7 separate regions of the Mus musculus genome follow, and all the other regions are linked to region 6. A link is a contact called in public Hi-C and HiChIP or PLAC-seq data. All regions are on one chromosome and are shown on one strand. Each heading gives the region's core, a stretch centred on a gene start, on an enhancer-like site or on the middle of the called end of the contact. The rest is flanking DNA. Distances are from core to core; before and after follow the strand shown.

Region 1 (2,983 bases), core at 73-2,572, 870 kb before region 6:
GATTTGCATGGTGCTTTAATAGTTAGACTCAGCTGTGGTGGAGTGGGTCTTCAGGTGACAGAACCTGGGCCTGGAGGTCCCCGGTGTCTTCCATATGGAAGGAGGAACCAGCAAGGAGGGAATGTGTCACATAGGAGGCACTGAGCCAGTCTAGGAATGCTTCAGCATCTCACCCCGATCTGTTGACTTTCTCTGCATTTCTCTTGAGCTCTAACATCTTAGATGAGCAGCACTGTGTGGTAGGAAGAACCCTGGCCTGTGAGTCTGAGAATCAAGATTCTGTTCTGTGTCTGCACCGTTTGTTTGTCCTGGTATTTACTAAGTAGTGTGATCAGCCTTGCTCATAGTAATTAGTTCCTTTAATGGTGATTTGAGAAGCTTTACCCTTGTCAGGGTCTACAATGAGAGTTCCTGGGCTCCATCCCCTGAGAGTCCCCAAGATTTTTCTGGTCTGGTTAGATCCTAGGAATGTGAGCCTCAGGCTGCCTCTTGTCTCTAGTGTCATCGGCCCAGACTTTGAAGAATGGATCAATGCTCTTTAGACTCTCTAGAGACCGTTTAGATTCTGTAGAGTCTAAAGACCCCTGCAAGTTATACAAACTCTACCTTCCATGGGGCAGTTCTGATGTTTGTGGTTGCAGCTTACTTTGTCATAGACTTTGTGGTTTCTAGATGTAGGCATCATTAGTAAATCATATCTATGAAGAATAATATGTGAGAGTCTTGATGATGTAGTTAAGTGTCATCTGATTTTGGTTTTGTAGCTTACTTCCCCTAGACGGACCCAGCATTTCCTTTCTGGTCCTTGAGGTCTGTGTGTGTGTGTGTGTGTGTGTGTGTGTGTGTGTGTGTGTGTGTTGGCTGTTCAGAAGCATCTGGTTGTGTTGACTTTGAAAACTCATCAGTGGGCTGATGATTAGTATTCGGTTTGTTTTCTGTGCTGACATTTACATTTGTGACAAGCTACTTACTCCTTTATATAAAATTATTTTGAAGCTTTATAAGATTACTAATATTGGTGGTTAAACATTCCACCTTAGTGCTTATAATTTTGATGTCAAATTGAAAAAAAAAAGGTATCATCCAATAAAAAGTCCTTGGATATAGCTCCTTAGAAAAATAGTCCTGTGCTGTTCTTGTAAGTATATAATCATGGAGCAGTGAGTCAATTATTCATCGCCTCAATATTTATACAGTGACAAAGAAGTGGGAAGAAGAGGAAGTGAAGTGAGAGAGGAAATCAGGCAGACGAGTGAGTAAGAGGCAGGGGGCATGAGCAGGGAAGGAAGCGATGGTCGCAGCACATCTGCCTTTCAGTCTGAGCAAAGAGGATTTGCCAAAAGGAAACTACAGTCATAATCGTAGACAAGACAAGGTTCTAGGGGCTATGATGTCGATCTTACTCATTCCCGTGTAGTGAAAGGCATGCAAACCCGGGAATAACTGTAGTAGGTGTACTGGCCAGCCCTTTAGCCTCTGTGACATCACTGTTGTTGCACAGTTGTGCTTGCTGCTTGCTTGGGTAGGTAAACAGGTCTTTCTCCAGTGCTTTCTTGATACAGTGTTGAAATTAATATGAATAAAACTTTTTAGCATATCTTAAATGTTGGTGAGTTAGGAATATTATCTTCCTCAAGGAAAAATAGGCTTTTTTAGTGACTCAGATATTCATACTAAATCTCAGCAGTGCTTTAGGTTAATTTGAACTTAGATTTCCTAGTGTCACACTATCCTCTTCTGTAAAAGACTGCAATAATATATAGTAATTACCATTTGTTCTGACTGCATGGGTATGTATCAGGCACTGCATCAAGCCTGTTATTTTCCTTGTATTATTTCAGTTTCACAATAGCCATGCAAGGCAAGTGCTACTATTTGTGTTTAAGAGGAGAAAGTTAAAATATGTAGTAGTTAAGTAACTGACTCTCTGTCACAGAGCTACAAAATGGTGAAGCAAGAACTGGAGCCCAGGCTGTCTTGACCCCCTTGAATGCAGTTACCTAAGCTCATGTTTTGTTCCCTGTTTGTATAAATTAGTAAGAGATGCTTGCATTGAACCAAACCATAATGCCCAGAGGTTTCTCCCAGAAAAGAAAGAACTGTGTTCCTCAATTCTCTCTCTGCACTTGCAGGCAAGCCCCCAAGATTTGAAACTTCTGGGTGGGTTCATTACCTAGATGTTATAGAGGAATGGTAATGGTATTATTAAAACTAAAACTATTCACAGTATGCATCAATCATCTTTTAAAATCATAGTTTAACCCCCATGAAAGTTTCCTGTCAGAAAAGCGTTCTCTGTAGCTAAAAAGTATAATATAAAAAAATATGTTACTTATTAGAGATTTTTGGCACTAACTTAAAGATCTAGGATAGGACTTATAAGTAGAAAGTTTCTGGGTCAGTTTCTGTACTAATATTTCCTACAGTAAGTAAATAAGAAGTTTTCAATGGTTTTAAGGATTTAAAAAATTGGTTAAATACTATTCAAGTTTTCAAAAGTGATCTGTAGAAGACAAGCACTTATTTCTAAAGAATAATAATATTTCTATCAAGGGCCTGCAATCCGTGGTCTGTAGCCAGCTTCTCTAGAGAAATTATTACCTCATCCTGGATTGATTTCAGAAGCAACAGAATATGAGCAGATCTTGTAAGACATAGCCCTACTTACACAATAGTTTGCAGACGTGTTGGCCTGGGACCCGGATTCATTCCCTGGCCTCCTTCTCTCCCCACCCTCTACTTTATCTCTTTCTTAGTCAGGGTTTCTATTCCTGCACAAACAAGAAGCAAGTTGAGGAGGAAAGGGTTTATCCAGCTTACACTTCCACACTGCTGTTCATCACCAAAGGAAGTCTGGACTGAAACTCAAGCAGGTTAGGAAGCAGGAGCTGATGCAGAGGCCATGGAGGGATGTTCCTTACTAGCTTGCTTCCCCTGGCTTGCTCAGCCTGCTCTCTTATAGAACCCAAGACTACCAGCCCAG
Region 2 (3,090 bases), core at 144-2,643, 760 kb after region 6:
TTGTATAGTTGAGCTACATTTGTCAGGACTCCATAGAGAGAAATGAGCCAAAAAACTTCTGGTGGTGTGCTGCAGTTTCTTGCTGCTTTTGTGGACTTGGGCTGATTAGCAGAGTGATGTCAGCTGAGACAGACACGCATGCTGAGGTCACGTGATGTTTGGAGGGCATACATAGGACTCGACAGACAGTGATGGAGGCAGAGCTAGGCTTGTTTATAGAACTAGTATGCAATGCTTGTGGATCTCTCATCTTCGAGTGAGATATAGCCAAGAACTTCTGGCATTCCTGCTGGTCCCTCCTGCTGCTGACTTGTGCCAAGGTTGAGGCCTGGCTGTCTCTGCTGTGTAGTGCTACTCTTCTGATTCATGTTTGCTATCCCAACTCTACCGAACTGGACTGCCGATGTATCCCTGAGGTGTTTGCGAGTGGATCAAGCTGCCACTGCTAACTTGTGAACTGAACTGATTTCCAGACAACACAGATGGAAGTTGCTCCAAAGAACCTTTCTAAATAGGTCTATTTTCCCTGTATCCTTTCTTTCCCACTACCTCTGGTGGGTGGTGGGCTAAAATGGAAGTTAAAGCATTTAAAGTAGGTGCTTCAGGGCTGGAGAGATGGCTCAGTGATTAAGAGCACTGACTTCTCTTCCAGAGGTCCTGCGTTCAATTCCCAGCAACCACATAGTGGCTCATAACCATCTCTAAATGGGATCCAATGCCCTCTTCTGGTGTGTCTGAAGACAGCTACAGTGTACTCATATAAATAAAAATAAATAAATCTTTTTTTTTTAAAACTAGGCACTTCAAAAAATTAAAGTTACACTTCCCTGACAAGGAGAGCATCTTGGAGCTGAGCGCTGCTTAGGCTGTTTTCAGCAGCATGTCCCTGATGTCCCTGATGCCCTGAGTGGACAGTATGTTGTTCCTCTACCATCTTCCAAGGGACATAATCTGGCTCATGCATATCTGTCCCAGTCAGTCCATGCTAAGGAGAAAATGGACCTTTCTGTTTCATGTGCTGTTTAGTTATCAGTTATTTATTCCAGGTCCCTGAGAACCACCCTGGTAGCAAGTCTTTCCCACTTGGGTTCCTTGCCAGAGGGGAGGGCCCTGTGTCATGGGAAGCACCTGAGGCAATATTACTTCCCCAGTCTTGTATTTTAGCCCTCTGTTCACCATGACACTTGCCTCCTAGTCACACTAGCTGGTTTCATTTCTCCCTTCAGCATGCACTTACTTTCTTCCCCTGCTAGGCCCAGTGCCTCCCCAGCTGGGTTATGCTGGAGTTTAACTCAATTTCTCAGTCTACCTTGTAGGAGAGATGTGGCAGTTCCCAAGGGGTGCCTGTTGCCCAGGGTGAGTCTTCTGCAGCACGACAGTGCCACCTACTGTTAGAAAGGGATGGGTGCACGCCTAGAGCCTCCAGAGAATTTGCCTAGTCAGCATCATGAAAGGGGCCTGCAGCTTGGTTTCTCTAACATGGCCACATGCCAGGCCTTTGCAGCCAGGACTCTGGCCATAAGAACCTGTTTTGCCAGATGATGTAAATGCCTCTTTAACTGTTGCATTTTCTATTTCAGGGATGCTAAACTGGAGTGCATGTGCCTTTCCACAGCCTGGTTTTGTTGTTGTTGTTGTTGTTTGTTGTTTGTTGTTTGTTTTTGAAGCCTTGGCTAAGGATGGTCTATAAGTTACTTTTCTTCTTGTCGTGACAAAATACCTAACAATAACAGCCTGAGGAAGGACAGGCTCATTTGGTGCACAGTTGGAGTCCATCGTGGAAGGGGATGAAGGTGGCAGGAACATGTGACAGCTGGTCACATTACCCCCAGCCTCCTTGTCCCTTTGATGCCGCCCACCCTTAGGGTGGGTCTTCCTTCTTTGATTAACCCTTTCTGGAAGCACTCTGATAGACACACCCACAGGGGCGTTTCCAAGATGATTTCTAATATTTGGTTATGAGCTGTTAACTGCTGAACTATCACCTGTCTTCCAGTGTGATTCTTAATACAAGCAAGTTGACTTTGATGATTAAGCATCAGTGATGGTTTAATGTTTTTAAAATGTCCTAAAAAATAAAGATATGCATCAAAAATTTTGTATATCCAACAGTACTAAGTTATTTATTACCCCTCTTCATGGAATTATACCACTTCTGTTTAATTGATGTATGACAGAGTCTGCCTTTTACTCTAAGAGGCAAGTGCTTCTTTATAGGCTGCCAGGGAGCCATGTGGCCTTAACATCTAGCAACTGCTTAACAAAACCCCAGTTTCTCCTTCTCCCACAGGCCTCAGTACCACTTGTAAATGCTGCTGCTTTATAACATTGTTCTTCCCTTCTTGTCAGGATGCTGACATGTCGGTTCCTGCAAGAATGATCCTCTCTATAGCATGTTCTCAGTTACCTCTCATAAAAATTTTATCACTGGACTTCCAGAGACAGATAATCTGTGTCCACAGCACTACATCCCACTTTGGCCTATAAAGCAACGAGTCAGCCTTACTTAGAAGGCCATCTCACTGCCCGTATCCTTTATGTCCCTTTGGATGTCATGTGTGGTCCTGTGGATACTCTAAGAAGCTAACACTAAGCTATAGACATTCAAGAGACTTGGTGGGACTGCCAGAGCCAGAGGAGGTGGGAGAATGTCAGCATGCAGTAGAGCTTGTCTGGTGATATTTCTTAGAAACAGAGGTTAAATAGAAAAACATTTTCACAGGAGCCATTTGTGGTGGTTTGAATGAGAATGGCCCAATAGGCTCATTTATTTGAATGTCTGGTTCTCAGTTGATAGACTATTTAGGAAGGTTAGGAGGTATGTCCTTGTTGGAGAAGGTATGTCATAGGGGCATGGAGGTGAGTTTTGAAACCTGTGCTAGATCCAGTTTCTCTCCCTGCCTGCAACTTGGGATCAGATGTGAGCTCTTAGCTAGTGCTCCAGCTCCATGCCTCCTGCCTGCCGCTGTTCCCCACCATGAGGATCATGGACTAACCCTATGGAACTGTAAGCAAGCCTCCAATTAAATGCTTCTTTTCTAAGTTTCTTGGTCAAGGTGTCTCCTCGTAGCAATAGAATAGTAACTATGA
Region 3 (2,974 bases), core at 403-2,902, 690 kb before region 6:
GGTTTTGCCCCATTAAGCAATCTGTGAAGATAAGGATGTATACGGGTGCTTGCAGTGGTTAGTGGGGAAGCCTCTGGAAGTGAAAGGAAAAAAGACCATTTCTTATTCTCCATTCGAAAGGACCTTGAGCTGACAATCTTGACCTGCCTTGAACTCTGCCTATTCAGTCCTGTAAATTGCTTCAAGTTCACAGTTGTGAAAGATCCAAACTGGACACTGGGCAGAGGGCTCACACAATGGTAGAAGTATGCACTGGAGGGCTAGAGGGCACAGGTCAGCAGGGTCTGACAATACACTGACCACTATCTGGAATGTGTGTAAAACACCCAGTTGTGGTGGCTCCCGACACTCCAGGCATGTCTGGAAGCAGAACCCAGGCACCTCCATTTATACGCTATTGGGGTAATTTGTAAAGACAGAAAGAACCTCTTAGTTTGGAATTGTAGCCAGAAACAACTCCGTTTGAAAACCTTGGCCAAGGCATCCATGGCTCTCCTGAGCTTCTGTCCTCATCTGCTGCATGAGAATTAAGAGAACTGGGCATGTTAGGGTAGTGGTTTGCTCAGTGGGATCTTAGGAACTTGGTAGCCTGAAGTGCCCCATACTTGAGGTCACTCTCTCCCCTTCCTGAGAAGTTCCCATGGAGCCAGCAGTGACACCACCATCTCTACTGTGCTCAGGGCTCAGTGCAGAGTCCATCTCCTAGAGGAGGAACTGGATTTTGGTCATAACCCAGGTCTGTGGGCAGGTCCAAGGGAGATTTGGTTCATCAAAGTCCAAAGTCACCAGAGCCACCTTTGGTAACTAGGCTATTGTGACATATGATGGACTGGGATCTATGGCATGGTGAGCTTTGCCTTTGGACTAATCACCACCCTTTTTTTATGGCACACACAGATCTTAACATGGAACACGTATTTTTAGAAGCCTTTTCCTGAGTTTTAAAAGCTTGAGAATTTCCAAATTCACTGCACTTAAAAGAATATTGCAGGAAAAAGGTCTTCCTTTGCCAGTGGCAACACAAATGACTTGTCTACCCCTTGCTGTCTGGAGCATCTCTGATGGGGCTTTTTTATATTGAAATTCTACCCTGCGTGTTATTTTAAGATGACCACGGCGAAAGAAATTTGGCAGAGGTAATGGCTCCCTGTTGCAAATGCTGGGAGCAGTTGGAGGTTTTGCAAGCTCTTTGCACAGTCTCTAACCCAGTCCACTCTGGCACAAGTGTTACACTGGTCTCCATGTGCTGGCACTTGGTGGCCTGGGACTAATGTGAATCATTTTTTTGCCCAAAATAAACCTGAATTGTAAACTGATTTTTAAATGTGGAATCCTTGAAGTAAGCAAGTCAAAGTTTGACTGACTGTATGTATCTGGTTGGGGAAGAGGCTCCTCAGCGCTATGGAGGGAAAGGCTGTGCTCTGACCTGTCTCCACCTGGACTTCTGGGCATCTGAGGCTTATAGATGCCTTTGTGTCCAGTGTGGCAGTGGTGTGGCTGAAGGCCTCCATTTTCTCTGCCTGGATGAATTAAGCATAATAGCTTAATTTTGCATGTCAAACTCTGAAAATCTCTGTCTGCTCAGAACGCAAAAGAGAGTGGGTATTTTCTGACCCAGACAGCTGCTTGGGAGCTTAGTCACGTCCTTCAGATTGGCTCTATTTCCTAAGCCCTGGCCTGCTCAGAGAAAGAATGGTGGCCTCCAACAGGAAATGCCTTGTTTCTAAGCCTTGATTATTCTAAATGGCTTCTGTTTAGATTTGAGTCACACACAGTCTCTTGCCCATGAAGGGAACCTGTCCTGGTTGTAAGTGACTATGTACCAATGCCACTTTGGGCTGGAGAGCTTACACAGCTGCCATGTGGTAGGAAAGTGACTATGCAGGGTGCAGGGTAATCCTCCAGCTGGTTTATAGTATGCTCCTTCCTCAGGATTGACTAAAAATGGTGGCTTTCCTAACTTCTTCACTTACACTGGAAGGATGTGGACATGACCGTGCTGTCTTGGTCTTACCCTGGCGGTAGCCCTCTCAGCCTGACTCTGATATGAGAGCTGGACTAGATCCCTGTTCTCTCTCCTTGCCTGACTTGCCAGAGATGCCATAGTGGTAGTGTGGAGGTGGCTTGTGGGTAAGGACCATGGGGCCCAGGGGCAAGGCTTGACTGGGCAAAGCTTGGAGCAGAGTTGGGGTCAGAAGCCTAAACCCAAAGAGTAACATCTGGCCAGGAAGGGTGGGGCCAGCTGGCGAGGAAATTGTGGATTCTGTTCCTGGGGAGGATGGGTCTAGGAGAGGGAAGAGAACAGAAACGCTCTGTCCAGTGGGAGGGCTGTTTCTTCCATCAAGATGGGCTTGAGTTACTTACTGGGTAATGACTCTGGTTTCAGCTGCCTGGCATCCTGCAATAGCTGTCACCCTGAGCAGCCTGCCTGTTCAGTCCTCAGCATTCAGTCTGGGGAGGGATTCCCTTTGAGTCCCTTCTTATGAATCACTCACAGTTTAGAAAACAGAGTCGGAAGCTGCCGTGTCAGTGGTTAATCAGTTGGCCCTATGACTTTTAAGCATTCTTGGCAGAGAATGTACTTTCTAATTTGATTTAAAGTTGTGCAAGGATCGAGCAGCCATATGTGATTATATTCAAGATCATCGACATTATCTCATTACATCCAAGGACTCATTGAATAGAGTTGAAAATAAGCATGAGAGGCAAATCCTAGGGAGGGGTGGAGAGGCCTGCTTGTGAGTAGAAGCACACACAGGATTGAGTCTGGAGATGGGCAGCTCAAGTGAGGGTAGCCCAGACCCACTGGCTGGTGGGGAGTGGAGAGACAAAGTGGGGATCTAGAGATGGTCACTCTTATCTTGTCCTTTCTAGAGCCCAGGGGCTTTGCCTAGCTGACTTCAGGGCCCACACACAGTTAACTACCTGCAAGACAGATGGTGTCTTATGAATGGAACAGAAAATAGACTAAATA
Region 4 (3,241 bases), core at 615-3,114, 710 kb before region 6:
GAGACTGAAGCAGGAGGATTGCTTGAACCGGGGAACTTGGTACCAGCCTGAACAACATAGTCAGACTCTGTTAGGAGGAGAAAAGAAGAAGAAAGAAGTGGAGAGTTTTACACTGCTTATCACCCTGTCTTTGTTCCTGAATTTCCGTTGCCCCAGTCATTAGATGGAAGAGATGCTGCCGACCTCGCAGAGCTGCTTTTCGGATGAATGGGCTAATGCGTGTAGAAAGAACTTTGTCTGTGCTCAGCAGCGCCATTACAATAACAACTGCAGCGCCTGTAAAGTCACTCAAGGTGCTCAGTGGGCCTGGCCCTTGATGTACTATCTCTAATTCTCCTAACAGTCCTGTAGGGTAGGTAGCATTGCTTTAGACTGTAAAGCAAGAATCAGTCTTCCAAGAATTTGCTTAGGATCATGCTCAGATTTCAGTTGAGGTCCATTTGATTTTACCTGCAAATCTGTCATTCTGTGTACCTACATCTCCATGAGACTAGTCCAAAAGAGTGCTAGTAGTCAGCTGTGTTCATCATCATCATGGGAGGAAGAATTTACTTCTTGTTATCTAGTTTGGGTTATTATATTTTCTTTGAGTAGTATCACATCTACTTCATGAATTTCATGGTAAGACATATAGCTTTGATGTAATGTGCCTAAGCCATATTCCTTCACAGCATTAAACATCAGCTCACTAAAAACCACTGCTCTCTGTAACATGCAGCCCTAGGCCGCAAAGACATTTCTAAAGATAGAACCCTCAACCCTGTCCTCAAGGTGGCTCAGCCGGCTGTGGCTGTGTGGCTGTGTGGCTGTGTGTGCAGACACTGTGGCTGTGCGGCTATGCGCATGGATGCTGCGGCTGTGTGCATGGATGCTGCGGCTGTGTGCACGGATGCTGCTGACTTCCTGTCTCAGAGCTCTGCTTCTCAGGCCATTCCTCATGCTTTACATTTCAGTTACAAGAACTTTTTATTCCTGTTGTAGATTGTAAGTAATGGATTTACAGTTTGGTTCCCCTGTCTGCATACTGGTTCTAGCCAGTTGGTGTTACTGCTCTCTGGCCCACAGTATGGGCCCTATGAACAATGCTACCTGCATAAGCAGACCTAGCATCCCTTGTGAGACCTGTGTTGGGCCTTGGAGTTTGGCAACTTCCTACGTATAGATGTTTGCTAAAGACTTTTTTATTGATGTTGTTTCCTTCCCTCCCTCCAAACATGAGTCTCTTCCTCTGTCAAACTGAAATAAGGACCTGTCTCTCGTGGTCTCGGGCGAGGCAAGGGAAGACATGCTTCAGACAGCATGCACAGCACCCAAGGCGTGCCTCTCCCTTCCGGTGTTCTCCGGTGTTCTCCGTTGGCCTCAGCAGGATAGTCACTTCCTTCCTGCCTTTACCACATTCCCACAGACACGAGGAATTGCGTGTGGTTAGCCAACACAAGGTCCAAACCAAATTACACGGAGGTCAGACACTTAGTTTGCTCCTCTTGTGGCACTGAGACAGCCCCACCTGCTGAGTGCCAGGCACCCAGAAACAGAGGCGGTCACTGTGCCCCTCGCCTGCACTTATCAGTACTTTGTTCCTAAGGCTTTCATCATGGCCGTGAATCTGTCCTACGTATCTGTGCAGAAGAAATCTGCCAGTTTCCCTGGTGTCTCTGACCGTGGGCCTGATAGACTATTTTCTCCCCTCTCCCCCACCCTCAACTGTTCACGGTTACAGAGAGCCAGGTTTCAGTCATCAGACAGTTGAATAGACTGTCTCACTGGGGGCCAGATTCCAAGGAGACAGCCCATGGACTCACAGGCCAGGAGAGCCAGGATTGCAACAGTGTCAACAGTCTCTGCTCATCACACCAAAAAAGCCCCTTGTGGAGCTGCCTCATTAGCATACAGCCGCTATGCTAGCTAACAAAGCCAGCTCAGGGTCTGTTCCTCTCAGTGTGTCTGTCTTCCTTGACCGAAAAGAAACTACTCAAGCCAGGGAGGAGGCTCGTTGGTAGAAGACTGCATTGAAAGAATCCCACTAGGCCATTCAGAAGTGGTTTTAAAATAATCAATTTTTTGGGAGACAAGACTCTATGTTTTATTTTTCAAATTTTGTTTTAAAATCATCAATAGGTCAAAAAAAGAAAAAAAAAAAAAGAAAATCGCCATGCCCCACAGTTAAAAATGGTGGAGTCCCAAATAATTCCTGGTCATCCCCTTAAAAGCCTTGTTGTGTCAGAGTGAGTAAGAGGAGCCTCCAGCCAGGCAGGGGCACAGTGAGCCTCCTCTCAGGCTGCCTTCCTAGCCCTCTTTTGTTGGGGGATGGAGGGAAGGAGAAAGGCAGAAACAGATGTGCTGCTAGAAGATCTACAGGCTTCTGCCAACCATATGGCATCTTAAAGAAAGATGGTTGGAGCGTCTGGATTAGCAAAGAGTCGGAATGGGGAGCCATGTGTCGCGTTGGTACAGGCAGTTGTTTGAGCTCTCTCTAAATGGCTTCAGGAGATTGTGTAATGGAACAAATGGTCCTGAGAGCAGGGGAGCAGCCTTGCCGCTGCTGGAGAGGCAATTGGCCCTGGGGCGGCGGCTGCTTTCCTCCCTGCCCGCAGCATCAAGTATTCTTTTAATGTTCTTCGAACTCTGAGAATTGACTAGAACTTTTCAACTATTAATTACAAGGCTGGGTTCTCTGGGCTCTAGGCCCCTGTGAACTCTCCTCTCTGCCCCCAATTTGGTAATTAATTAGTCATGTTGCAGCCCTGCTCCCGTGTGCTGTTCCTCTGTCCTCCGCAGGGCTCCAGGCTCAGTCCTACAGTTCTCAGGGCCTTGACAAATGCCTTTTGCAGGAAGGCTGTCTAACTCCCAGGGGCCTGTGTGTCCATCCTGATCCCAGGAGATAGACAAATCTGTGGAGGCCATAGTGAGCACATGAGAGCATACCCTCCCACTGTTGTAGGTCTTCCAGTCTCTACCAGTGAAGTCACTGCACTGTTAGGCCATACCTGCCATTCCCTGGCTCATCTGAGAGCTCAGATGCTATTTTATAGTTCAGAATAAGCATAAACTGAGCGCTGAGACCTAGGGTACTGGCAGTACATGGCCATCGCAAGGCAAGCATTGTGCTCTGTTGCTGAGAAGAGGACTTTGTACATGCAGTAAAATCGCCAGTGGCTGGAAAAGTTAGTTCATAGCTAACTCTGAGGCTCAGATGTGACAAAAGTTGGCTTATAGAAGGTCGAATGGCTGAGAACAACCA
Region 5 (3,200 bases), core at 148-2,647, 640 kb before region 6:
TTCAGTGACTGGCCCAAATTGGAATTCAGTTCAAGGGGAGGCTCCAAGGCCTGACACTATTTGCTATGGTGTGCTTATAGACAGGAGCCTAGCATGGATGCCCTCTGAGAGGCCCAACAAGCAGCTGAAAGAGTCAGATACAGATACTTACAACCAACCAATGGACTAAAGCCTGGGACCCCTGTGGTTGAATTAGAGAAAAGCTGGAAGAAGCTGAGGAGGGGGGTGATCCCATAGGAAGACCAGCAGTCTCAACTAACCTGGACCGCCTAGATCCCTCAGACACATCTAGACAATTAGACAGCATACACCAGCTGATATAAGGCCCCCAACATATATATATAGCAGAGGACTGCCTAGTCTGGCCTCAGTGAGAGAAGAGACTTGAGGCCCCAGGGAGTGGGGAGGTCTAGTGGGATGGGGACATCCTCTTGGAGACAGGGGTGGGAGAAAAGAGGCATGGGATGAGGAAAAGCCAGAGGGTAGACTGGGAGGTAGGTAACAACTGGACTGTTTAAAAAATAAAAAAAAGAGTGATAGGAACATTTTTAAACAAGCTAGGTACCTGCTTACATAATTAGATAAAAATTAAGAGTTACAAATGGTTTCATATGAATAAGACAGGAATAAGGGGATAATCATGATTTCTTAGATATATATCTAATTTCATATAAAATGGAATTCCATAAAAATTTTAATTACTTGATTTTTTAATAATCAAATTATATTTTAAAAGAACTAGGTATGTGATCAATATGGCAATCATCAAATTTTAACAGGTGAGCATTACCATATGATTTTAATTTTTCCATAAGTACTGATGTTTCAACCCATAGTAAGCAAGCCAACTAGGTTAAAAGTCATACATTTGGTATTTGCATGCAGTATATGTATGAACACATGTTTGTTATGGGGAGACTCCTATTAAGAAGCTGAATTCTACCATTTCAAGGTCTAAGAGTAACCAATCTAAATATAATCACTTGGTTAATTTGTACTTAGTGTACCTGTGAGAACATGTTGAAGCCAGAGACTGACTGATACTGGGATTTCTACCTCAATCACTTCTCCAACCTACTTTATGAGACATCACTGAACTTAAACCTTGCCATTTGGGTTAAACTGCCGGCCAGAAACCCCCCAGGGCCCACTTGTCTTCACTGTGAGTGCTAGATGTACAGACATCTGTGACCACCCTTGGATTTTATGTGTTACTGAAGTCAGAACTCAAGTTCTCTTGCTTGCACAGCAAGCACTTTATCCATAGAGCTAGCTTCCAGTTCTATATTTATATTTTGAGGCAGAGTCTCACTACATTGCCTAGGGCAGCCTCACATCTGTGATTATACTTCAGTGTTCTATAGTGAGAGTTTTGGTTTCTGTAGGAGGAACTTAGCCAAGTAGCCCAGCTGCAATGCACTACTGCTACTTCCTCCCTTAGCCAACCTAGAATCTGCCTGCATGGCCAGAGACCACTGAAGCTGGATCAGGCAATGGAGTGAGCCAATGAGAAAAAGACAGCATCACATCTGGCTACCTGAGAGCCAATGAGATGCTGGGAGTGGGGCAGGCCTACAGAGGTCTACATCCCCTTTCCACTCTATCCTTTCCCTCCTATGTAATGCTGAGTGTTGGAAGAGATCAGGGTGGGATAAGGATTAGGAAGGAGACAGAGATATAAGAACCTAATAAAAAACAAATATGCTGACTGTTTCAAGTGGGTGGGAAGACAGGTGGACTGCCACTTCAAGCTTCCCTATCCTAACCCCAGAACTAGCTGCCTATGTCCTGAGATGGAACTGGGTGTCAGACTTAAACTGGGCAAGTGCCTGTCACTGAGCTGTGTTCCCAGCCCTAGAATTTACATTTTAAAGAAGATGCTATAATAAGAATCTGTTTTTGAAAATATGCCATGATCAGAATCCTTAACAAAGTCAACCTTACTCATGACTGTATCATGAGAATTACGATTTGCTTACAGGATCTCCTGAAGGGAGCAGTAAACTATAGTATATAAACCAAATCTAAACCACTGACTGCTTCTTAAGTAAAGATTTGTAGACATAAGCCACACATATTGGCTTACATAATGACTAGGGCTGCCTTTACCTTTCAATGGCAGAGCAGTATGGTTCCAATAAATACCTCGACAGGCAGAACAGACTAAAGTGTTTATCACGTGGCCTTTCAGGGGATTCTGGCTCTCCTAAGGGGTACTCACAAGAGCTCAGAGATGGCCAGGCTTCTTTTACCAATACAACCAATACTGGGTTCTGACAAACGAAAAACTAAGCAAACTACCAAGTTTATAGATAAATAATTGAGGAAAACGATCCCATCAAAAAGGTAACACTACAATGAAAATAGATATTTTCCTCCCAATAACCTTGTTATTGAAGCTTTTCCATAAACATTTTATAATGTTTGCAAATAATAATGAGCTTGCATTTCTCATATAATAATGACTCCATTTCTATAATTAGGGCATTTACAGAAAAAAAACTACTCTTGGTAAATTTGTGTTACATAGTCAAGAGAACTTTTATATAGCAAAAACCACAATCATTAAAAAGCCACTTACGTATAAGTGAGTGAAATTTCAGACCAACTACAGCAAACAACATTCCTAAGTACTTGTCTCAAAACTGTGTAACTTTGTAATTACTTCGTTTGTCCCTACAGTCTCTGCAAAAAACCAATTTTCATTACTTTTTTTTTTTACCTTGAGATCACGGTACACAATCTTTCCAGAATGTAGATAGTCCAAAGCAGAGACAATTTCTGCACCATAGAAACGTGTGCGGTCCTCAGAGAACACTCGCTCTCTCGACAAATGGAAAAACAGCTGCAGGGTAAACAGCAGGGACAGGATTGTAATAATTACTGATTTAGTGGGGGAAATTAACACAAACATAAAACACCTCTCATCACCATATTGTGATGATAGATAGTGTACTCTCAGTGGACACTGAGCACTCTAAGACAGCAGCTGGCTTATCTTTTGCAGGTTTCCAAGGGGAAACTGCGAGCTGTTAAATCAGCGTTTTAATCAATATACCAATCTTGTTTAAGGCATTCTGCTTGCTACCCATTTAACCTTCAGGTACCAGAGGAAAAAGTATGCATCATTAGATTGCATTTCCTTCTAAGTATACTGTTGTTCCACTCTTACAAGGAATATATATTGACATTATCAAAAT
Region 6 (3,143 bases), core at 612-3,111:
TCATGGTTCTGTTTCCTCTGTGAGTTCTTTGTTTGGTTCCAGCAGCTGTAAGAGCACAATCAGGCAGCTGCACAGGCCTTGGCCACGTGCTACGCCATACTGCTGTGACAGAAATGCAGAGGAGCAAATGGGCACTCACCAAAGGGACAAACACAGGCACAGTTTGCTGCCTGAGTATCTGCCGGTGGTGACTGATCTAGTGCCATGAGAGGTCCATTGATCCCTCTTGACCTATCACCTCAGAAGGGAACCCCAGGGTAGACGAGAGCATGGGGAAAGAACATGTCTCAGGACTCTGGGGTCTGTTGAAGCCTCCAGTCCCTGAGAATGGAGACTTTTAGCATGGGGACTGGAGGACAAAACACTGGAGTTTGGGTCCCAGAGTCCACCTGTAACCCTAGTGCTCAGGAGGTCGTCGAGACTCACACAACAGAGGTGCTAGGAACCAAACTCTAAGAGCAGCAGGAAACCTTAACTGCTGAGCCACCTCTACAGCTCCTGCTACTTCTTTTATATAGATATAGACAATAAAGCTGTTTTCTATACAGTTACTCAAATAAGGATGTTAAGGTAGCAATAAACCATGCTTAAGGCTGAGAACCTATGACCTTAGTATGACGTTTCTCCTTTCCCAGAGGTTTCCTGAGAATCTCACAAACCAGTAACTTTTGCTAACAGTGAGAGCATCTTCATTTTCCATGCAAGCCTGGGACTCAGGGTGTCACCCTGTCAGCTGTAATCTTGTTCATGTCCTCCAGGAACTCACTACCCACCAAAACTCTGGATATGGCCGTTGTAAAGTAAAACTGAGCTCCATTTATCTATCTATCTATCTATCTATCTATCTATCTATCTATCTATCTATCTATTTACACTCCAGCTTTTATCCCCCCCACCCCCGAGCGCCCTCTTGAGACACTCACATTCCAGTGGGCCATATACTTTCCTCCTCTTATAAACCCCAGCTCGGAGACATATCTGCTCTGCATGAAATCTTTTTTACAGCGAAATCAATAGTACTGCCTCACCTGTGTGCAGAGCTCTGAAAAGAACTCCGGAGGCCTGGCGGCAGGACGTGGTGGCTCACTCCTCAAATCCCAGCCCTCAGGAGGCAGAAGCAGGAGATGACTGTAAATTCAAGGCCCGCCTGGTATACACAGAAAGCTTCAAGTCAGTCAAGGCTCTACAGTGAGGCTCTGTGTGAAAAAGAACACCATGGCTGCTGCAAGCAACAACATAGACATATACATGCCTCCTGTTCCCTAACCACTGATGACATCACCACCTCAGGCCTGTCACACAGGGACCCAAATTTAGACATGAGCTTTGGAGGGGACATCCTTATGTGGGCAGCATCGGAATCATGAGGGCATATGATATACAGTATACAGGGGTGTGACATGAGACAGGACTGAATACCCCAGCTTAGGGATGGAGACAGGGGACCGGCTGCTCATCTTAGCCTACACATTGAGACATTACTCTTAGAAATAGGAAAAAGGGGCAGGGTGAATAAGTAATTGTTGCAAGTAATAAGAAAGCTATTTCCTAATCTTAAAGTGACAAGTGTTAGGCAAGCCCAGTTTTACTAAGGTCTTGAGTTCGTTTGATAGTGAAACTTCCCAAAATGCTAAGGAAGATGGCTACCACATCTTCAGCATGCAGGGGCAGACGACAGCCCAACCGACCCTGTTCCCCCCTTAGTCTGACATCTTGCATGGAGGATAAGACTTTACTAAATCCTCTCCAAGTTCCAAGGGATCCTGTGAGAAGGGGGCTTTCACAGGGTCACACAGAGTTCTATGCTCTGTCCCTGAAGCCATCTAAGAACTGCAATGAGCCACAGTAGCCCCTGTGTGGCAGCCTGGCGTCAGGTCATGATTGAGAGTAAAGTTCTCCTTGCTTCCCTCTGTGGTTTTATACCCTGGGCAATGAACCAAGGGGAGCCCAGGAGCTTCTGCGAGGCGTTGCAGCTCCCACCCGCAGTGGCCCCTCTACAAAGGCCATGTCAGCGACTGATGCCTGCAGGGGCTCCTTCCTCGCCACCACCTCACTTGCTTCCGTTCTTCCCTAAGTCGCTCCATCTCTTCTCTTTCCAACTAGCCTGTCTTCCCACCCTTTGCTGACTCCGAAAAATGTGGGTCTCCACTCGGGCAGCAAACCACAAGAAGCCTCGAGTCTGCCTGGGCACAGAAGAAAGATCTCTTGGAAGAGTCCCTTGAGCACTAGTTTCTCAAATTAACAGGGTGGGAGAGAAACGAATCCGAGCAGCAGTGGCGGCAGAAAATGGGACATTGCTGCCACCTAGAGGCAACCAGCCTCAAATTCAGAAACTCTGGACCAGCCCAAGCTTGCTTGAAAGCCCTCCCTTGGGAGCCAGACAAGTCAGTAATGAAATTTCCAGGACGAGCAGGAGGCATCCCTGTCTCTCATCCAGCCATCGAATCTGTGGCTACAACAGTCTACAACAGACTTGAGAGTCAGTAGCTCTGTAAGGAAAGATGACTCGGAGACAAAGGGATGCATTTGACACAGGGACGAGAGAGAGGAGAGAGAGAGAGAGAGAGAGAGAGAGAGAGAGAGAGAGAGAGAGAGAGAGAGAGAGAGAGAGATTGTCTTGGGATTGTCAGAGCCTGCCCTGCTGGTCTGCACAGGTTTTCCCCTAATGGCCCTGGGATTCACAATACTCCAAGGAGCAAATGAATAGGGAAAATAGAAACCTCTATGAGGATGGCTTTGGCCTTCCTCTGAGTCCCCAGTCACTTCTGCCAGCAGCCGCTAGAGAACAGGATTTAAGTATTCATTGTTGTAATATTACATAATTTGTTTCTCTCTCCTTCCAAAAATGGAGTACGCTGAGCAGTTTTCCCTGAGTCACTGAGTCATGGAAAGTTTACCATTAGTTCTGCTTCCTTCCTAATGACTAACACTTTCTTAAGAAAGTTTTCAAAGATGGATAGATGACTCAGCAGGTGAAGGTGCTTGTGGCACAAGCCTGACTAAGTTCAGTCCCCAGAACCCCCTTAAAGGTGGAAGAATATGACCGCTGGCACACTCTACAGGGCTAAGGAGCAATATGTGTAATACATCTATAAGATTCCAAATGAAAAACACACTGTATTCATGCTATAGATTTCCAAGCC
Region 7 (3,010 bases), core at 187-2,686, 750 kb before region 6:
TTTTCAGGAACACACAAAAGCTGTCTTTAAGGCCAGTCATTTGGGACACTGAGGAAGAAAACACGCTTGGTATAATACATTCTTAACTTTCACAGCAGCATACAAAAGTAATTAGGTTTTTTTTACATATGAATAAAAAGCATAATCATTTGAATAGCTTGTGGGTAGGAGAGTTAGCGGCTTGGCCTACGTATTGCTGTTACACAGTGTCTAGAGTCTTTCTTACAGCCATGGTGATATTTATAGTTGCTGTTAAAGAAAGTTCAGGCTTGCTGGATAGAGACACATGCACCTGCAGTGGGGAAGGCAGGAGAATTTCCCGAGCTGAGCCGAGGAGTCCTAGGCCAGCCTCGGCATCAGAACAAGAGTCTGCCTCTTAAAAGAGAAGGAGAGGAGAGGTGAGCATTGCAAAGGCTAGGGAGGGAAAATTAACCTTTAAATTCCTGTAGAAAAGTAGACATTCTTGGGATGTAATTGTTAGACCGAGAGCTAGGGCTAACCTGTAACATGTCTCTGGGCCCTTGCTTTCCGTCTTTAATCTGCCTCCCAGGATACTAGTCTAGTGAACTTGAACCTCCGTACCTCTCAGGCCCGACTGCTACTTTGTAAACGAAACATGCTCCTTCCTATCTGACACATAGATGGCACCCAATGCATATTTATTGAATGAGTGATAAATGAGTGGGAAAACAGGTGTGCTGCTATCCTCCACATGCTGGTCTGACTCCTGGTGCCAGCCTGTTCCTTTGTGGGTGACAAGCACTGTTCAGGAAAGAACTCTTTGGGATTCAGAAGGAACCAGATTAGAATCTTGGTTTGTCAGTCATTTTATTGTACATGTAACCTTGACCATGTTGCCCGGTCTCCTTAAACCTCAGCTTTGTAAAAGTGCCTCTAAAGTCATGTTGCAGAATGGTTATAGGATTTAGAAGTACATTTAATGACAGGAATGAGAAACACAAGTATGCGCTCGTATACACACACACACACACACACACACACACACACCCTTTGACAACCTCAGGGTGTTGGTTGCAGGATTTACACCACACCCAAAGCCACAAATGACAAATGCTCACATTTGTAACATAAAACAATGTAGTAGTTATATAGAACCTGTTCATATTTTCCTACGTATTTCATTTTTTAATTTTATTTCTTATTTTTATGGTGTTAAAAATGAGGCCCAGGACCTAATACTTGCTAGTCTAGTAGCCCAGCACCGAGCAACACCCTAAACCCTCTCCCACATAGTCGAAATTCTCTCTAGGTTACCTATAGTTGCTAATACGATGTAAATCTATGAGATGAGTTATTAAACTGTACTGGGTGGAAGCTAACCACAGGAAAATACTCGTGCTCAGTATAGACCCAGCATTCCATCTGTGGTTGGCTGGGCTGCAGAGGAACCCACAGCTGGGGAAGACAGCTGTGAGCCCCCGGCACAGTGCTTGCTCACCCCACATTAAGGAACAGGGGCTGATCTATCAGCTCATGCAAACTTCACTAACTGGGCAAGATATGAGTAACATTTTCTAATGGGCAAAAGTCTGTGATGAAAATATGTAGGGCTAAACAGAACCCAAAAAAGGTGGCGCTCACAACTTAGTGGGTCAGGCTGTAACACCTGGTTCTGAGTCTGAGGGATTCAAATAGTAACATACAGAATTCTCTTGAGTTCTTCAAAGCTCAGGCCTTCCAAGTAGTGAACATGCCATGAGTTATATGTTTCAAAGTTGTTCTGTGCTTCACAAGATAGCAGTAGAGGCAGTGAGTGGCGGTTAAGGGCTCGTGTTTGTATGCTTTCGTTTCTCCTCAGTCTTGCCTTGTTCCCCCCACCCCCCAGTTCCTAACTTCACCCTCTCCTTTATGCCCATTTGACACTCGATTTGGATATTATCTTCTGATGTGAAACTACCTATACATCCCCAAAGGACCAAAGCATAATGTAATAAGACCTGTGACGTCTGTGTGCTCTGTGCCAAGCTCTTGGGTTAAGTCATTTCTGATGGCCTTTGAGGTTAAAAGTTCTCACTGGGGAAATTCAGGCTCCAGAGTAATTATTTAATCCATGTAGTGGTTTTGGTCCAGGCTATTCTCAAAGTACTATAATAAATCTTTAATAAAAATAAAACATGGGGTTTTTTGGTTGATAATAAAAAGATATTTCCCCCTTTCCTTGCTAAAATTTCTGTAAGCCTTTTTCGTTATTCAGAAGGCCACACTAAACAAATGGATTCAGAGCATTGAAAATGTGCTTTTTCACTTACAGATCTGGGCATTTGACTAGAACCATGAAGAGTCACTAGAGAAGTGCAGTATGGGTTCACCAGGCCCACATAGCCTGCTTCTGCTCAGGCTCCTTCAAGTCTGCTTTCTGAAAATGTATTGTAATTGTATGCGTATGTGTGCATGTGCATGCATGTGTGCATGCGTGTGGTGTGGTGTGTGTGTGTGTGTGTGTGTGTGTGTGTGTGTGTGTGTATTTCTCCCCAAGTAAACTGTACATCGCATTATGACAGTGAAGACTGTGTCTGTCTCGGAAGCCTTCGTAGCCATCAGCCCAGTACTTAGCAGTGTGAATACTCCATACTGTGAAAGTAGTGGTGCTTGAACCCCCGGGGGTTAGGAATGGCATGTCCCATTTTAAAATGAAGACTGACATCCTGGTTCATATCATGCATCTTTTATAGCTTGTTTTTAACCATCAGGCAAAAGAATTAATTCCATTTTGTTTTTAATTGGCACAAGGCAGACATTCTGGCTGGTTTTAGTTGAACATAAACTTTAGCTACCCATTCCCTCCACATTCTGGAGTACACTGAGAGCTTATATACTTACAAGGTTGCTGGGGGAGATAAATGAATATACTTAAATATCTTTGATACAATTTATTTTTCTTTGTCAAAGTGAAAGAAGTAAGTATTCTCCCTAGACATTTGGAAAATCCACATTAAAATGTTACAGGCACGTTTGCACTGTGATCTAAAACCTGTTCTGGGACAACCTA

The links. HiChIP or PLAC-seq counts read pairs in DNA pulled down with a chosen protein or histone mark. A called contact is a pair of places that touch in the nucleus more often than the background predicts.
Region 1: a FOXA1 HiChIP or PLAC-seq map of pancreatic cancer cells shows a contact between it and region 6. The contact joins two enhancer-like sites. A contact is called at or near these places in 1 of 15 datasets of contacts at CTCF or cohesin (the NIH/3T3 cell line), 2 of 484 Hi-C or Micro-C datasets (bone marrow-derived macrophages and embryonic fibroblasts), 10 of 115 datasets of contacts at active chromatin or transcription factors (bone marrow-derived macrophages, embryonic basal ganglia, embryonic fibroblasts and 6 more) and 2 of 9 other capture datasets (bone marrow-derived macrophages and embryonic stem cells).
Region 2: a Hi-C map of cerebellum shows a contact between it and region 6, with 2.7 times the contacts expected there. The contact joins two enhancer-like sites. A contact is called at or near these places in 6 of 484 Hi-C or Micro-C datasets (cerebellum, cerebral cortex, cortical neurons and 3 more) and 1 of 115 datasets of contacts at active chromatin or transcription factors (the NIH/3T3 cell line).
Region 3: an H3K27ac HiChIP or PLAC-seq map of embryonic fibroblasts shows a contact between it and region 6, with 7 times the contacts expected there. The contact joins two enhancer-like sites. A contact is called at or near these places in 2 of 15 datasets of contacts at CTCF or cohesin (large pre-B cells and pro-B cells), 14 of 484 Hi-C or Micro-C datasets (B cells, the HL-1 cell line, bone marrow-derived macrophages and 10 more) and 8 of 115 datasets of contacts at active chromatin or transcription factors (bone marrow-derived macrophages, embryonic basal ganglia, embryonic fibroblasts and 5 more).
Region 4: an H3K27ac HiChIP or PLAC-seq map of acute myeloid leukemia shows a contact between it and region 6, with 4 times the contacts expected there. The contact joins two enhancer-like sites. A contact is called at or near these places in 2 of 39 promoter capture datasets (the C10 cell line and pre-B cells), 2 of 15 datasets of contacts at CTCF or cohesin (large pre-B cells and pro-B cells), 24 of 484 Hi-C or Micro-C datasets (B cells, the C10 cell line, the HPC-7 cell line and 16 more), 16 of 115 datasets of contacts at active chromatin or transcription factors (the 230-238 cell line, SST interneurons, acute myeloid leukemia and 10 more) and 2 of 9 other capture datasets (embryonic stem cells and liver).
Region 5: a contact with region 6 is called in a RAD21 HiChIP or PLAC-seq map of pro-B cells, with 11 times the contacts expected there. The contact joins two enhancer-like sites. A contact is called at or near these places in 2 of 15 datasets of contacts at CTCF or cohesin (large pre-B cells and pro-B cells), 2 of 484 Hi-C or Micro-C datasets (the AtT-20 cell line and uterus), 6 of 115 datasets of contacts at active chromatin or transcription factors (the 230-238 cell line, the NIH/3T3 cell line, bone marrow-derived macrophages and 3 more) and 1 of 9 other capture datasets (embryonic stem cells).
Region 7: a RAD21 HiChIP or PLAC-seq map of pro-B cells shows a contact between it and region 6, with 27 times the contacts expected there. The contact joins two enhancer-like sites. A contact is called at or near these places in 9 of 39 promoter capture datasets (the 3T3-L1 cell line, the C10 cell line, the HPC-7 cell line and 6 more), 2 of 15 datasets of contacts at CTCF or cohesin (large pre-B cells and pro-B cells), 5 of 484 Hi-C or Micro-C datasets (the HPC-7 cell line, bone marrow-derived macrophages, cerebral cortex and 2 more), 5 of 115 datasets of contacts at active chromatin or transcription factors (bone marrow-derived macrophages, embryonic basal ganglia, embryonic forebrain and 2 more) and 1 of 9 other capture datasets (embryonic stem cells).

What each region holds. Positions count from the first base shown.
Region 1 is chr1:176,831,484-176,834,466 of GRCm38.p6, forward strand. The region is part of intron 5 of Sdccag8 (serologically defined colon cancer antigen 8); the gene reads left to right. Among named protein-coding and RNA genes, the nearest start is that of Sdccag8, 18 kb to the left of the region's middle. Within about 2 kb of position 1,323, at least 77 of the 459 cell types and tissues checked have an H3K27ac peak or open chromatin away from gene starts, as enhancers often do. A contact at or near this core is called in the NIH/3T3 cell line, bone marrow-derived macrophages, embryonic fibroblasts and 2 more, where this site is marked.
Region 2 is chr1:178,462,523-178,465,612 of GRCm38.p6, forward strand. The region is part of intron 3 of Efcab2 (EF-hand calcium binding domain 2); the gene reads left to right. Among named protein-coding and RNA genes, the nearest start is that of Gm31289, 40 kb to the right of the region's middle. Within about 2 kb of position 1,394, at least 28 of the 459 cell types and tissues checked have an H3K27ac peak or open chromatin away from gene starts, as enhancers often do. A contact at or near this core is called in cerebellum, where this site is marked.
Region 3 is chr1:177,012,784-177,015,757 of GRCm38.p6, forward strand. The region is part of intron 17 of Sdccag8 (serologically defined colon cancer antigen 8); the gene reads left to right. Among named protein-coding and RNA genes, the nearest start is that of Gm15423, 73 kb to the left of the region's middle. Within about 2 kb of position 1,653, at least 111 of the 459 cell types and tissues checked have an H3K27ac peak or open chromatin away from gene starts, as enhancers often do. A contact at or near this core is called in the HL-1 cell line, cerebellum, cerebral cortex and 5 more, where this site is marked.
Region 4 is chr1:176,992,492-176,995,732 of GRCm38.p6, forward strand. All of the region lies in intron 16 of Sdccag8 (serologically defined colon cancer antigen 8), which reads left to right. Among named protein-coding and RNA genes, the nearest start is that of Gm15423, 53 kb to the left of the region's middle. Within about 2 kb of position 1,865, at least 147 of the 459 cell types and tissues checked have an H3K27ac peak or open chromatin away from gene starts, as enhancers often do. A contact at or near this core is called in acute myeloid leukemia, brain, cerebellum and 6 more, where this site is marked.
Region 5 is chr1:177,064,489-177,067,688 of GRCm38.p6, forward strand. It overlaps Akt3 (thymoma viral proto-oncogene 3), which reads right to left. Exons shown (of 13, transcript NM_011785.4): 8 at 2,723-2,845. Among named protein-coding and RNA genes, the nearest start is that of Gm15423, 130 kb to the left of the region's middle. Within about 2 kb of position 1,398, at least 22 of the 459 cell types and tissues checked have an H3K27ac peak or open chromatin away from gene starts, as enhancers often do. A contact at or near this core is called in pro-B cells, where this site is marked.
Region 6 is chr1:177,700,735-177,703,877 of GRCm38.p6, forward strand. No RefSeq gene overlaps it. Among named protein-coding and RNA genes, the nearest start is that of 1700016C15Rik, 28 kb to the right of the region's middle. Within about 2 kb of position 1,862, at least 191 of the 459 cell types and tissues checked have an H3K27ac peak or open chromatin away from gene starts, as enhancers often do. A contact at or near this core is called in the HL-1 cell line, the NIH/3T3 cell line, acute myeloid leukemia and 16 more, where this site is marked.
Region 7 is chr1:176,948,840-176,951,849 of GRCm38.p6, forward strand. The region is part of intron 15 of Sdccag8 (serologically defined colon cancer antigen 8); the gene reads left to right. Among named protein-coding and RNA genes, the nearest start is that of Gm15423, 9.3 kb to the left of the region's middle. Within about 2 kb of position 1,437, at least 43 of the 459 cell types and tissues checked have an H3K27ac peak or open chromatin away from gene starts, as enhancers often do. A contact at or near this core is called in cerebral cortex, cortical neurons and pro-B cells, where this site is marked.